2 separate regions of the Triticum aestivum genome follow, and region 1 is linked to region 2. The links are chromatin contacts, called in public Hi-C maps. All regions are on one chromosome and are shown on one strand. Each heading gives the region's core, a stretch centred on a gene start, on an enhancer-like site or on the middle of the called end of the contact. The rest is flanking DNA. Distances are from core to core; before and after follow the strand shown.

The links. A called contact is a pair of places that touch in the nucleus more often than the background predicts.
Region 1: a contact with region 2 is called in a Hi-C map of leaf, with 3 times the contacts expected there. The contact joins the promoter of LOC123151588 here to the promoter of LOC123151578 in region 2. A contact is called at or near these places in 4 of 5 Hi-C or Micro-C datasets (leaf and an unstated tissue) and 1 of 1 datasets of contacts at active chromatin or transcription factors (leaf).

The regions. Positions count from the first base shown.
Region 1 is chr7A:248,199,276-248,206,960 of IWGSC CS RefSeq v2.1, forward strand. It overlaps LOC123151588 (cytochrome b561 and DOMON domain-containing protein At4g12980), which reads right to left and starts at 5,541. Exons shown (of 3, transcript XM_044571272.1): 1 at 4,801-5,541; 2 at 3,808-4,062; 3 at 3,120-3,678. The coding sequence starts at 5,421. The coding sequence ends at 3,373.
Region 2 is chr7A:248,055,169-248,062,885 of IWGSC CS RefSeq v2.1, forward strand. It overlaps LOC123151578 (type II inositol polyphosphate 5-phosphatase 15), which reads left to right and starts at 1,540. Exons shown (of 11, transcript XM_044571260.1): 1 at 1,540-2,655; 2 at 3,683-3,935; 3 at 4,029-4,833; 4 at 6,210-6,334; 5 at 6,446-6,530; 6 at 7,163-7,316; 7 at 7,409-7,446; 8 at 7,545-7,717. The coding sequence starts at 1,806.

The sequences.
Region 1 (7,685 bases), core at 4,291-6,790, 150 kb after region 2:
ATTAGATCCCTTCAACCTTTAGACCCTCAAATATTTTTAGAGGCCCAACCCGAAAACACATCTCCAATCTGTAGAAGTGAAGGTTTGGGAGGAAAACAGGGGTCGACCTGCAATCCTAGCAACGACGCGCGGGAGGGAAGTTTCATCCTCCCCAACCTCCGCGCCGCCGCCGCCGCCGCGCGGATCCGGCCGCCCGCCGCCGTCCCGCCGGTGCCTCACGCCTCGGCCGCGTCCATCCCCGGCCCCGGACGGTTGCGCCTCCTCTCCGCGCGGATCGCCGCCCCTGCCCGCCCTCCGCCGCCAGAGGTGATGCGCCGCGCCGTCCCTTCGTCACCGTCGCAGCCCGCAGCGAGCAGGGCGAGGCGAGCGGCCGCGCGCGCGGCTCAGCGTGAGGAGGGCGCGGACGTCGGCCACGGTAGCAGGCACTCAGCAAGCTGGTCTCGGCAGAGAAGAAATCATAGGCCACGTCTCAATGCTGTTGCCTGCTGTTCGTATGAATTTCTTCGTGCCCCCCTTGCTTGGAGCTTAATTTTAGTCCGGCGTCGGTGTTTGCCACTCTTTGCATCGCGCGGCGCATGCCCACGAGCTGTTTGATGCTTTGCGTCAATGAGTTCGAGCAGGCCTAGTTCTTGGTTCATCCACATGTTTATGAAAAGCAATATGTTTCTTGTGTCAGGAGGTTTTCGAGAAATGATCAAGGTATACATTCACTAATCAGTTGCACTAACGGTACTTTTGAAGTATCAGAACAAGGTCAAATTTGTCTGTCCTTATAAAATCGTCAAACTTTGATAATTGCTATATTTGTATGTCACACCAAGCTTTACTTTTAGCATATCTATAGTTTGAAGACAGACATTGGTGCTAAAATTTTCATCTATATTATCTGTTGGACCATTAAACAAGGACATGTTTCTTCTTTAGATCTAAAAACATTGTAATTTGATTAATGTTGGACCATTCGGTGGTGTAATAATAACTAGAATGATTATTGTTTTATGTTAAATGTGATGGAATTTGTGGTATGTCATATGATGAAATGTGTGATATGTGAAATGACAGTTTTAAAGGTTGGGGGTGAGGCAAAGACTAGAACCCTCAAATCCAACCCTTAAAGCAGTTTAAGGGTTGGATTTGAGGGTTCTAGTATTTGCCCCTGTTTTTCAACCCTTAAGAGTGTCAAAAAATGGCACTTCTCACCCCTTAAAACTGCTTTAGGGCTCCTTTGATTCAAAGGATTTGCATAGGAATTTTAAAGGATTAAAATCCTTAGGAATTTTTCCTATGTTGTTTGTTTGATTCATAGGTTTGAATCCTATAGGAATTTTTTCTAAGGAATTTTTTGTACCACTTCCCATAGGATTTCTAGCATCCACTCAAACCTCTTTGAAAGAATCCTTTGTTTTTCCTATGATGCAATCAAACAACCAAAAATCCTATATAATTGAGATGAGCATGACATTTCAATCCTATATTTTTCCTATTCCCATGTTTTTACAATCCCACGAATCAAAGAGGCCCTTAAGGATTTGAGGGTTTTAGAGTTCTACTAGTAATGCTCTTAGTATGTTGTGGTCTACTATCCCTCAAAACTTTTGGTTTCGTTAAAGGAAGTCGTCAATGGGTTGAGTTGGAACTTGAGTCTAGACCGTTCCTACCAACTGGAAAGTGAGACTTGTCGGAGTAGTCTGCACTGCACGCCCAGATAATGTACTACTCCTGGAGTACGTATTGAAAATTCATGTCTTCTTTTGGAGCGTACGTGCCGTGCGAAACATGCCCATCAAATTTCGCGGGTAAGGTTGCAACCAGAAGGGCGGTCTAAATCATCCTCCCTCTTCCGACTAGGAACGTATACAATGGACGGACAAGAGCGGAAGAATCTTTCACGTTCACGGTGTGTCGACGCACGCGGCGTGGACGGGCCTCGGATCGCGGCGCGGCGCGATCGAGCTACGCGTGCGCGACAGCCACGGGCTCCGAGCTCTCCCGCCGCCGCGATGAGGCTGAGGGTGACTGGCGGGAGAAAAGCCGAGATGCCGTTGGAATCTGGTGCTCGGCAGCAGCATGCGCCGCGTGCGTGCTGCTCTGCTCGGCGGCTTCCGCCTGACACGCGGTGGCGTCTTGGGGGTCTGGGCCATTGCCGTGCCGGCGTATTCTCCGCTCAACACGCAGAGATGCAACAGCGTTCCTCTTGCATGAAAATAAGTCCTGTAGTGTATAGCATTAGCCGCAAATGGACAAGGGACAGCGCGATCCCATGAGGGACTTCGCGCTAGGCGAACGTTTGCTCGCATATCTTCCGTTCAACAAGCGAGGTGCAACAATGGTCCTCTTGCATGCATGAAAATATACCAGCATCAAAGCCGCCAATGGAAAAGGGACAAGGCGGCGTCAGCCAGCCTAACCAGCGATATCAATCAATGTATGTCTCGATGGGTCGCTGCAGCCTGCAAACGATCCTTTGCGCTAGGCGGCACGTCTCCATGTTCCATCTTGGCTTTCCGTACTCTTTTTGCGGTTGCCACAAGCTATTCTGTCACGAGAAAGTCCGTATGTATGAATCGACCTGCACTGAATCTAGCGCCACACACGCCCTCTCCAATTCCTCACCCGTTCGCTTCTCTTCTCGGCTCAAGTGAACCACCCACTGCACGCCACTGCCAATCTTGTTCATTCGTACCGGGACACGTATGGACAGATCCGCCACCCAGTAGGCCCACTCACGGAGTGGGAAAGTTATAGTACATACTGTACGTACACTAGCACCAGAAACAACCAAATGTCCTGTGGGGAATACAAAAGTGAAAGAACTCTGCATTCGCTTTCCCCGGCCTTGAAGAAACAAATTCAGTGTACTTGACGCCTGCTGCCCGTGTCACCTCCTTTCTAGAGAGATCATGCTTCCACTCACTGGCAGAAACATTTTCTATCTTCCCGGCTTCTGCTTCTGCTTCACCAACCACCACCACCACCGGGACACCTCTCCCGGCTATCACAAAAACAGGCCATGGCTAAATGGCCCCATAAAACAAGTGGGTGATGATGATCATCAACACAGCATATGCCACAACAAGTGTACTTCAGACCAAAACGTACCAAAATGCACGCACAACAAGTACCCAAGTATGCATCGACCGGCATCACCTCTCTCATTCCAGTATATAATAACTAATATAATGTGCAGCAGTACTATACACACACATCTATCAATCATCATCATCATCATAAAAAAAGAAACAGAGAGACGAAGGCCACTAAGGCCCGGCCCTAACCTACATAGCATCTGCCAATCCATGCTCACACACACGCAGCTCAGCTCAACACAGCCCACAGACTCCGGCCACCGAGAAAGAATCACATCACATCGCATCACATGGGCAGATGGCCGTTGTTGTTGTTGGAGGCGCCGCCGTTGTAGGCCTTGTCCTCCGTCTTCCTCCTCTTGAGCACGATGGCCCAGGTGATCACCTCCAGCGCCACCGCGACGCCGCCCAGGATGCCGATGGCGATGATGTAGCCCGTCTTCCACTTCTGCGCCACGTCCAGGATGCTCATGCCCTTGAAGATGTTGACGATGCCCAGGATGATGATGGTGTAGCCCACCGAGTGGTGGTACACGTTCCAGTACACCCGCAGCTTGTGATCCTTCTTCGGCCTCAGGAACAGCGCAAAGATCTATTGCACAAGAAAGAAATGGTCACAGCATTAGTAAGCTCTGCTCAGCTAGGCAACTGGCATTGCACAAAAATGCTTCAATTTTAGCAGATGATAGAGAGAGGAATTGGGAATGTGGAGATCATCTACCTGAACGGTACCGAGAGCAAATACGGCGATCCCGATGTTCCTGTGAAGCGAGTAGGTGATTCCCTTGGACAGATTTCCTAGATGAATGCCGGTGGCCCAGCCAGACACTCCCACAGCATACCCGATCAGCTGGCAAGCAACGTGAAGGTAGAACCAGGCAGGGTCGGCTGATTTGAATGTCTTGAGGTATCTAGCAACTATGCCTCCCATTGGCAGAAGAATCCCCCAGCTCACAGCATTCAGAATTCCATGGGTCTGCACAGAAAAAAAAACAGGGGTAAGGATGACAATGTTTTGATAAAATTAGTACTCCTACTTCAGTATGCTCTGTTTTATACTTCCATCTCAATGCCATGAATGAACAAGCAAATGTAGCTATCAACAATTAGACTGATCAAAGGGTAAAGTCCACCAAGGCAGGAAGAAATCTACTGGCTAGGCAAGGAAATATCAGCTCCAGTGTGTAAATTTTCAAAGTGCATGGAACAGACAAAACCATGTGACACACAGAGTCAACTTTACGAGGAAATTATACAGCTGATGTGTGTTCAGATACAAGTCAACTCAAACCAACCGGGGCACTAGAGTTGAAATCTTGCATATGCATGTGAGATTTCACATGGCAAACAGGCACAGTTTTCTTGTGAGGTGTCCGTTAGAAGCATACAAAATTGATTGTATTTCCATGTTGTTGCCACTAGTTCATGCGGTTTACTCCTGTTTAAACATTGCAGTAAACCGCTTCGACAGCTACAGTTACTCACTCGTAGAAAAGTTGGATACTAAAAAAAATTAGAGCTTATGTTAAAAGGTGAAAATTGTCCCCATTACTTTGCCAGCAATTCAAGTTTTTTCTGTATAGAATATCTCTCCTCGTCCAATTTTAGTTTGCGTTACGATTGCCAAATTGAAGCGTTCGAAAGGAAGGAAAAACTTGAGCATGGAGACATAAATGTGGAATCAAATGAATAAATTCCGGGGTAGAGTGCTCACATTTTTCTTCCTGAGGATGCTGCCTCCGCTGACGGCTGTGGTCGCCCCCGTGACGAGGTTGAGCTTCCCCTTGGCCCCCATGTTGGCGGCGGCCATGGCGTGTATGCCGATGCTCCCGCCCGACGCCGGTCCCACCTGCCAGACCTGGTTCACCTCCCCGGTGCCGTTCTGGAGCGCGAGCTTCCCGAACATCTGGACGCGGCCGTCGGCGCCGACCTCGGCGGCGAGGTCGGACGTCTTGTAGGCGATGGGGCCCGGCGATCCGAGCGATGTGCCCTGGATGTCGAACGTCTGGACGCCGTACGCGCCGCCGCTGCCCGTGGGCGAGGCGACGAGCGCCTGCGTGCCGCTCATGCCGTCGCCGGAGGGGTTGAGGCCCCAGGCGACCCAGCCGCCGGACGAGGGCGGCGCGGCGACGAACGCCACGGAGAGGGAGGAGGCCGCCGGGTCGTAGGTCCAGTGCACGGACGCGCCCAGGGTGGGCAGGTCGGTGCAGGCGGCGTACACGCGGTTCTTGGAGAACCTCTCCGCCGCGCACGCCCCCGCCGCGCCCACGCGCGCCGGCGCCGCGGCCGCCAGCGCCGCCGCGACAAGCAGCGCAAGAACCCGCGTGACGGACATGGCCGCTGGCGTCAGAGGACGGGGGATCTCTCCTCTGGGGTTAATGGGGGTTCGGGTGGGAGGAGGCCGGTGGGTGGTGTGGTGTGGGGAAAGAGAAGGCCTGCGCTTTGGAGCCGGGGCGTGTGGGAAGCAGGGGAGGAGGTGGCGCGGTTAATAAAGGAGGAGGCGGGGAGGGGAGGAGGACATGTGGGCGCGTATGATTGGGCGGGGGTTGACGCGGTCTGGGGCCTTTAGGAAAGGCTAAACACGTTCCGTTTTTACGCCCGTTCCTTGCCGTTTCTGCGCGGCGACTTGCCCAGTTTACTACTGATGATGATGAACCGTAACGTACGGAAAGATGATCTACTATACTATACTCGTTCGGCTCATGGATTTGGTGCATATTTACCTGCCTACATTGGACGTGATGACAAATTCCTGCACGGCCATGTAGATTCAGGGGTGGCAAGTGCTCCGTTTAGTCTACCGGGCTCCGCTAATTAAGCACAAACACTTACTAACTAATTTGTATCCCTCTGCTCATCTTGTCCTCTCAGCAGCTCCACTTAAACTGTTAAACATAGCCTACATTTTTACTCTTCTATGGAACATTTGGAAGTCTAGAAACGATTTTCTTTCCAAACAGAAAACTATCTACATGCTTCTTGGCTTATGTTGATGCGGCCTTTAATCCTGCGGTGGTGGGAAACGAAGCTTCCTTTGCAGTGTTCATAAGGAATGAAGAGAATAACCACTCACTATTCATTCAAGCGATGGCCTTAAATGTTTTCTCTCTCTATTTTGCAGGCAGAAGATATGGGTTTATTCCTGGCTGCTTCGATGGTTAAGGCTTTGGGATGGAACTTGATATCTTTCCATTATGATTGCATGATATTGCTTGATGCCGCTGAAGCGAAGAATTTATTTGAAAGACAGACATTGGGGGGGCAGACGTTTACTTGCAAATTTATTTAATATTACTTCCTACCTCAACTCTTACAAGGTTGTCACACATATTCCTAGGATAAAAATAATCTTATTACCCACTGTTTGGCCAAAAAGGCTTTCTTGTATAGATCTTCCTCTTGTTACTCTTACTTATTCAGTTAAGCCTCCAGATGTAATCTCACAATGGCCTATGAACCGATATCTTTAAGCACACACACAAATATTGATATGTTTGTGGGACGGTTCGAGAGACTTCAAGAACGACCTATGCCAACTATTTTTCCACTGTAACTCGAAGTTGGTAACGGTCAGATCTAACGTTGTATGCATCTTCGTAGTGATCATGATTCTTGATTCCTATGACGGGTTTTTTCTACTCCCTCCATTCCCTTATACAAGGTCACTGTCAAAAATACATTTTGCATCAATACAAGGCCATCAACAGTAATCGAGGCAAAAATTAATGATGTTTCCTTGAACTAGCAACTTTTTAATACTTACATGCATGTAGTCATAATGACACTCAGCCACTTCATTCCCATTCATTCGATGCATGTTTGTGGTGTATTAATGATCCCGGTTAACGAAAAGAAAAGTTGACTTGCAAAGGAGTCATTAAATTTTATCTTGGTACTTGTAATATGAGTTTGTGACCTTGTATAAGGGAATGGAGGGAGTATTACGATTCCCAACAATTAATAAGTACCTCATATTTTGTTCATGGAGAAGAATATGGCCCTGCTTTAATTGCTTGGAAGGAGACCTACAAGCCTAAAAGCCATGGAGGATTGGGAATCCTAATTAAGAATCTGCACAAGTTTTACAACAAGGAAGAGTTGTCATGGGTCAAGCTTGTCTCGGAATCATACTATTCTGAGGCCATGTGGTAGAATTGAGGGCTCCTTTTGGTGGCAGTCTCACCTAGAGCGGCTTCCCTTATTCAAAGAGGTTGCCGCATGTTCTATGCCATCTGTAGATTTAACTTTATTTTGGGAACACAAATGGAAGGATCAACAACTCAAAGTGCAATATTCTGAATTGTACTCTTTTGCTATTAACCAAAACTCATCATATGTGGTTTTGTTGTTTCAGGCAGACATCACAGAAAGCTTCCACATACCTCTGTCAATTCAGGCGTTCAACCAGTTTGAGAATCTGAGTCATTTGTTGGTGCACCACCCTATTACTTTTGAGCATGATTGTTGGGCTTATATTTGATATTCAAAGCAATTCTCATGCAAGAAAATGTACAACCATTTGATTGATCAATGTCAGGCTCACATCATTTTCAAACGGCTTTGGAAAGCTGCTAGCCATAAAATTTTCTTCTGGTAAGT
Region 2 (7,717 bases), core at 290-2,789:
AAGTTGTGATCTAGTGTAGCATAAAACTCTAAGTGAAAGTTCAACTTCACAGTCTCCACTAAGCATCGGTATATAAACAATATTTTGAAACTAAATGATGAGATGTGATAATGAGAGTTTGTGGAGAATTGTTCGAATTTGCTAGTGGGCTTTTGGCCCAAAGCCCAACTAAAATTCTGAAATTCTCTTGGCCCATTCATGCACACATGTGAGTGGTGTGAGTGAGATTAAAATTTAGTCCCATCCCGGAAGATGAGTGAGATTTGCACCTCTTTATAAGGCGAGCTCTTCTACCACTTGTATGAGCATGAGAAGATGAGACCTGCACGCGTGCTCCTCCTCCTCGCTCGCCACGCCACGCCTCGTCACGACGTGCCGCGCCGCGCCGCGAATTGCGGGATTGAGCCGAGCCGAGGGCAGAGCTATGCATGTTGTCTATATTTTTGTTGCTCGGGAAAAAATAATGAGTCATTAATTAATAATTAACGGACGCCTTAATTACTGAACCGTTTCCGATTCTTTTGGATCGCGACTCGGACGTGGGGTTTACTCCCACGACCTACCCGGCCCGCACTATATAGTCGGCGTGCACCGCGACAAGGGGCAACAGGCCTCCGAAACCCCGCCTCTCGTAATCCTGTACGAGAGAGGGGCGATCAGATTTTTGGGAAGCGCACTTGCGCGACTGCTGGCAGCGACAACTTCGCTAACGACGACTTCTTCCCCGACCTCGGCAATCTCATCCTCAATGACATGGGCGACAACATCAACACCGGCGGTGCTGCTCCCGTTGCATCGTATGTAATTCTATCCTTCTTGTTCGAGATTGTGGTAGAATTCATGTTTCTAGTATGTGCCCTATATGTGATCTGTTCATCTAGTACGCTACTTCGCATGATTAGTTCAATCTCTGCTAGTGCTGTCATGATTTATCTTTTGTTTATTCGGATTAAATCTCGTAGTAATTTGCTCATATATTCAACAGGTTCCATTCCGATGAGCGGTGGGGAAACAAGCTGTCCTTTGCGCTGAAGCATATACCTCCGAGGCTCACCGCTACGGGTTATGGAGATGTCTTTGGAATCCCGTCGCGTCGGTCGTAGACTAGTCCGGTTTTGTTTTTAGTTGAAAATATGCTTAAAACATAACCGTTTCTGCATGATTTGTATGAAATCCTTCATGTTTATATGATATCCGACCGAATTTGCATGAATTTCATCCGCTTTGTTAAAAAAGAATTTGAAATGTATGCGGCTAACACCAGATGACGGCCTTTCACATTCGTGTTCGCGGATTGATGCCCCTGTATGCGGACAGATGGGGAAGAAAATCAGCAGCCCGAGTAGGAGTAGCGAATAGAGCTAAACGAACGGCTGTCGTCAGTTGCACACCAAAACAATTTGTCAATCCCCTGCAAGAATTCTCGTTTCCCAACACAGTTGACCCTGATCCATTTGGGAAAGCCGTAGCTTTCAGGGCAGCACCAACCTCCCTCTTCGGGCCGCTTCCAACATCACGGCGAGGAGGAGCTTCCCCACGCCCCCCACTTTCCCACTGCCACGGCCGGTGCCTCCCCATGGTCCCGGTCCACGAGGCATCCACCCATATAACCAGAAACAAACAGCCTTCCCGCACACTGTCACACCAGCTCCCCTCCGGACTTCCCTTGCCTCCACGGCGCGGCGCGGCGCTCCCCCTTCCGCTCCTGTCTCCGTCCAGGCCTCCTCTCCCGCCGTCTCCGCCTCACGGGCGCGCCCGAGCTCGAATCGCCGCCGGACCAGGAGCGCGCGCGCGGACGCGAGGTCATGGAGCCCGACGACGAGCGGGGGCGGGCGCCGCAGCGCAAGGGGATATCCTACAGCCAGCCGCTGGCGCGGGACGCGGTGGCGCAGGCGGCGCACGCGTGCCACGCCGCGCTCAGCTCGCACAGCCTCGATGATGACCCCATCGCCTCCGCCTCGGCGCACCGCCACGACCCCGCGCGCAGCGTGTCGTACCCCCACCAGCTCCCGCCTCACCACCACCACAGCCGCGGCGGCGAGTCCATCTACTTGCACGCGGCCTCCTTCAGCGGCGGTGCCGGCGGCGCGGTGACGCTGGAGCGGGCCGTGGCGACGTCGGAGCACGGGGGCGCGGGCGGCAGGGGCGCGCTGCCGGAGTTCGTCGGCGCGGGCGGGGCCGAGGGCATCTTCCGCGTGCCGCTGCGCGCGGCCATGCACCCTGGCCGCCCGCCGGCGCTCGAGGTGCGGCCCCACCCGCCGCGGGAGACGCAGGTGTGCTCCTTCCTGCGGACGCTCGCGTGCGAGCCGCAGCTTCGCCAGCTCTGGGCAGGAGCCGAGTCCGGGGTTCGGGTTTGGGGCCTCGACGAGCTGTTCGCCGGGAGCGTCGCGGGAGCGCGCCGGGGAGACGAGGAGACCGCGCCGTTCACGGAGTCCGTGCCCACGCCGCCGGCGCTCTGCGTCGCGGTGGACAGCGCGAACAAGCTCGTGTGGACGGGTCACAAGGACGGGAGGATCCGGTCGTGGCGCATGGACCTCGCCACGGCGCCGGCAGCTGCATCAGACGGTGGCGAGAATGCGCCCATGTTCAAGGAGGGCCTGTCGTGGCAGGCGCACAGCCGCACCCCGGTGCTCTCCATGGTTGTCACATCATACGGTGAGAAGCTCGCTTCCTTGTTCACCCCTAGCAATTTTGGTTTTCATTGACAGCTTTGAGCAAATGAGCACAATCCGACAATGGCACGATGCTGAAAGGCACGAAGATAACTGGAATGTTCAATTTAGCCGATTCGAAATGGTCAGATTAGCTAATTTTACATCACTACCGAGTGATATCTTGGCAATATCACTTTTGGCACATTTACACCTTTTTTACTTTAGGCTGGAGAAGTTTTGGACGGTAGAGTTGGCCTTTCTAAAGAATAAAATTAGCTTTTTCCCATACTGATGGACATCCTGGTTCTATATTTTTTTGTCATAATAATGGAACAAGCATGTACAACCACGTTGATGTTAATCATCAATCAGGTTATTTACAGAAAATTAAAGCAAGCATGATATCACAGCCTGGTTAAGGCGCACCTAGTGCCTCGCTCTTGCTACAACCTGAGAAAACCAGTGTAATAACAGTGAATAGATAACAGAATTAAGCTGACGAAAGTAAGCCTTTATTACAACTGAAAAGCGAAGAATTTCACCCAGTCACTCACTCATTTATCCTCCAGTTCCTCTTCCATCTTCTGAAAAGAACTAGCTTGTGAATGTTCAGCTCTCTCCTAAATAACTGATTCCAATAAGCTAAGTCAAGTATTCGTTAACTGTAGATTCATATGTTTCTTGATTTTTGTTGTGCCGGATATGACTCTTGAATCTTGATTGACTACTCTGAAACCTATATATATATATATATATATATATATATAGGGAATATTTTAGTATTATTAGTTCAGTTATGCAGTTTATTTCACATCAAAACTAAATTATCAGTTTTCCTTTCTGGCCTCTTCCGACTTGAATCAAGCATTGTCGAGGCATTGATATCTGAATCACTAGGCTGCGTTACAAGTTTTGGCATTCATGCACCTCTCTTGTTGCAGATAAGAGTTGATAATCCAAATTTGAACTAAAAAGGAGTGAAAATTTATCCCAAATTGATATGTTTCATTTCAATCTCTTGGAAACAGGTGAAATATGGTCAGGCACCGAAGGAGGTGTTATAAAGGCATGGCCCTGGGATGTCATTGCTAAGTCCCTCTCACTAACACCAGAAGAAAAATATATGGCTTCTTGTCTGGTCGAAAATGCGTATATTGACCTTAAGAACTATGTCACAGTTGGTAACATGTTCTCTTTGCCCACTACTGATGTGAAACACATGCTTGCGGACCATTGTCGAGCGAAAGTTTGGAGTCTAACTAGCATGACGTTTGCTCTTTGGTACGATTCTAAATATAAATGCCATCACATCAGTTTCTCAACTTCATTAACTCATGGCCGATTGGAACTAATTGTTTGATATGCTTTGTGTAGGGATGCTCGGACAAGGGAGTTGTTAAAAGTATTTGGCATGGACGGCCAAGTGGAGTCAGCTCGTCTAGAGCCACTAGTGATGCCAGAACAATTTATAGAGGAAGAAATCAAGGTAAAACCCACAAAGAAAGAGAAAAACCAAGGCTCTGTCACCTTTTTACAGAAATCTTGGAATGCCTTGATTGGGGCTGGCGGTGCTGTACGCAGAGTTGCAACTAAAGGAACGTTCGTTGAAGATAACCGTCGAACAGAAACAGTGGCTCAAGCAATGGATGGAGCAATTTGGTCAGGTTGCACAGATGGCTCGATTATTATGTGGGATGGAAATGGGAATTGGCTAAAAGAGTTCAGTTATCATAATTCTTCTGTTCAATGCATAAAGGCACTCGGAGAAAGGGTGTGGGTGGGCTATGCCAGTGGTACTGTTCAAGTCATGGATGTTGAAGGTAACCCTCTGGGAGGATGGACCGGACATAGCCGTCCAGTCATTCAGATGGCCATTGGTGGTTCTTACATCTTTACTCTAGCCCATCATGGTGGTATTCGAGGATGGCCTCTAACTTCTCCTGGGCCTCTGGATGATATTCTGCGGACGGAATTGGCGAAGAGGGAGTTGTCCTATACAAGGGTAGAGAACATTAAGATGCTGGTTGGAACTTGGAATGTTGCGCAGGAGAAAGCATCACCTGAATCGCTTTGGTCATGGTTGGATACTGCATCATCTGATGTTGGATTGGTGGTGGTTGGCCTGCAAGAGGTTGAGATGGGTGCTGGAGTTCTTGCCATGGCTGCGGCTAAAGAAAGTGTAAGATAGTTGACCAAACCATTCACTTCACCTTTTCTTGTTTTGTTCCTCAAAGATCAAGTAGAGGTAAAGTTATACTGTTAATGCATGCAAATGGGTTTTTTAAAAAGGAGGATATCGCCCAGCTTCTACATCATTGCAATGCACACAGCCATAAATTTATTAAAATCCTTGTAAGAAGCTCCAGTGGTGAAGTATAAAATTGCCAAAATAAAAATAAAGCTAAAACCAACAGAAATACACACACACACACACACACACACACACACATAGCCTACTATTGGACCGCCATCCAAACCGGTTGTATGTATCCTGTGCTGCCATCTCCCATAAGCGCCCGCACTTCCGCATGGTGTAGTAACAACCATGTACGGATCCATCCTGTAGCACGGAAGATAACCTACAAAAAATTATGTTTCTGCATTAGTATTTTACATTTGCATTGTATAGTTAAAACTGCCAATATGTTCCTTTACTGATGGTATACTTAGGAACTATTATTCCTCTGTTTCAAAATAGAACTGTTTGACTCTTGCTTTGTTCCAAAATATAAATAGTAAGCCTCTTGATAATATTTATAAGGTGACCCACATATTTTGAGATTTGATTTTTGTACTTCTTGACTACCCATCAGTCCAACTATGTACCAATCACACTAAAGTGTCACTAATAGATCAAACTTGAAAACAGCTTCATATCGTAAGACAAATTAATGGTCAAAGCTCGGCTTTAGAGTCCATGCTAACTCAACTGCACTTGCAAAAATCCATGGGAGTATAATATAGAGAAATGGCACTGAGCAATTATTGATTACAGTTTTGTAAGTTGCTTAAAATGCGGAACCAAACTTATTATGGAATGCACGGTGGGGGAGGTAGTATTTCTTTGTCATATTTGTGATTCTGTATTATCCAAGCATTAGGTGGATTTGTTTTGTACCATCCACATTGTATCATAAACGTCCTCCTTTTGTGTTACGTTATGTTCGTATTCTTATTCTTCTTGTTGTTTACTCTCTTTTAGCCACTAGGGATGAATATTGCATTTCTGCGTGACTCTTCTTGGCATACTTTTCTATCACAGTTGTCACAACAGTATATTTTAGTTTACTTGATTCGCTTTTAATTTTACATCGGTATTCTGATGCAATGACGCTACCACGGAGAACTTATAGAAATTACGTGTGAGAACTGAGAGGGAATAGAACTTAAGTACAATTTTCCTTTTGGACATTATTTGTGAATATATATTTACTTGTTATTCTGTTTCTGTTCCATTTTGCAAATCTGCCCAACGGCAGCTACATTGCTAATGCTCTTACGTGTAAGTTCTGTAAGGCGGCTGTTTGATGCAAGTTGTCTTGCTTATGGCCTTAGGTAGGGCTTGAGGGCAGTGCCAATGGGCAGTGGTGGATAGACAATATTGGCAAGACACTTGATGAAGGAATATCCTTCCACCGAGTTGGCTCGAGGCAGTTGGCTGGATTACTTATTGCTGCATGGTACTGGCTTGTCATGAAATTGTCTATTAATACTGCCTAATACATTTCTGTTACCACTTATTTTTATGTTTTGAGCATTCACACTTCTGTGTTATCTATGCTTATTTGAAGGGCAAGGACAGACCTTAAGCCACATATTGGTGATGTTGATGCTGCTGCGGTGCCATGTGGCTTTGGACGTGCTATTGGCAACAAGGTACATGACCTTGACAATGTGTATTAACTCTTCCATTCGGTATCGCTTAGCCATCAATTTATGTTTGCATTACCACTTGAATATCCTAAGATTTCTCCTTGGATCTACTATAGAATAACTGGGATATTTCTGCTGGATTTTTTTTAATAAACTGACAATCTAGACAGGACTATTTGGATGCTCTAATATATGATCACAAAATACAATTTTTTTCGTTATATGCTCTTCTAAGTTCTAAGGAGAAACAATTTTATAGTGAGTGATAAGGTTCAAAGAGTTCAGATGGCGGTTATACTTGGACGAGAAATAACCTCAGCATTCTCCTGAGCTAGTAATAGACTTGGTACTGCATGGCTTTTATCGCGGGGTTCTATTGCTTGTCATTTTGTGTGGAGATTGATTACATCTCACAGTTTTAATAAATTCAGCTGTGTGCATCAACTGATGCAGAGGCCGGAGGGCAACCCTCCTTAAAAAAAATCTGTAGAGAAAAACTATCTCAACTGGTCAATGATAGAAAACAAGTAACATTAGTTGCTTATCATCTAGTGATTCTTATGTCAAAGTAACGCTCCATATTTCTGTTCAATTTTTAGTGATATTGTCATATTGACAGCTGATTGTTCTTGCAGGGTGGTGTTGGGTTAAAAATGAGAGTTTATGATCGCAGGATATGTTTTGTGAACAATCATTTTGCCGCACATCTAGAAAATGTTACTCGCCGCAATGCTGACTTTGATCATATTTATCGGACAATGAATTTTAACAAATCTCATGGATCTGCAGGTTTTCCATTCTCACACCTTCTCTTTTCAAGTATTCTTTTGCATTACTTTACTGCATATGATGCCTATAACTTTTTTCCGTTTCTGCTACAGCTTCTGATACGTCTGTCCAATTGCATAAAGCAGTGAATGTATGTAATCATTAAACTGTTTTGTAGAATAATATCCAGCCTTGATTACTTCAGTTGCAACGATGCATACTTATGCATAGATATTGACTTACTGGCAGGCCAATGGGAATCAGCCTGATGAAGATAGACCTGAGCTGGCAGAAGCTGATATGGTTGTTTTTCTTGGTGATTTCAACTACCGACTTTACGGTATCACCTATGACGAGGCAAGGGATATGGTCTCGCAAAGGAGCTTCGATTGGCTTAGAGAAAGGGATCAACTTCGAGCAGA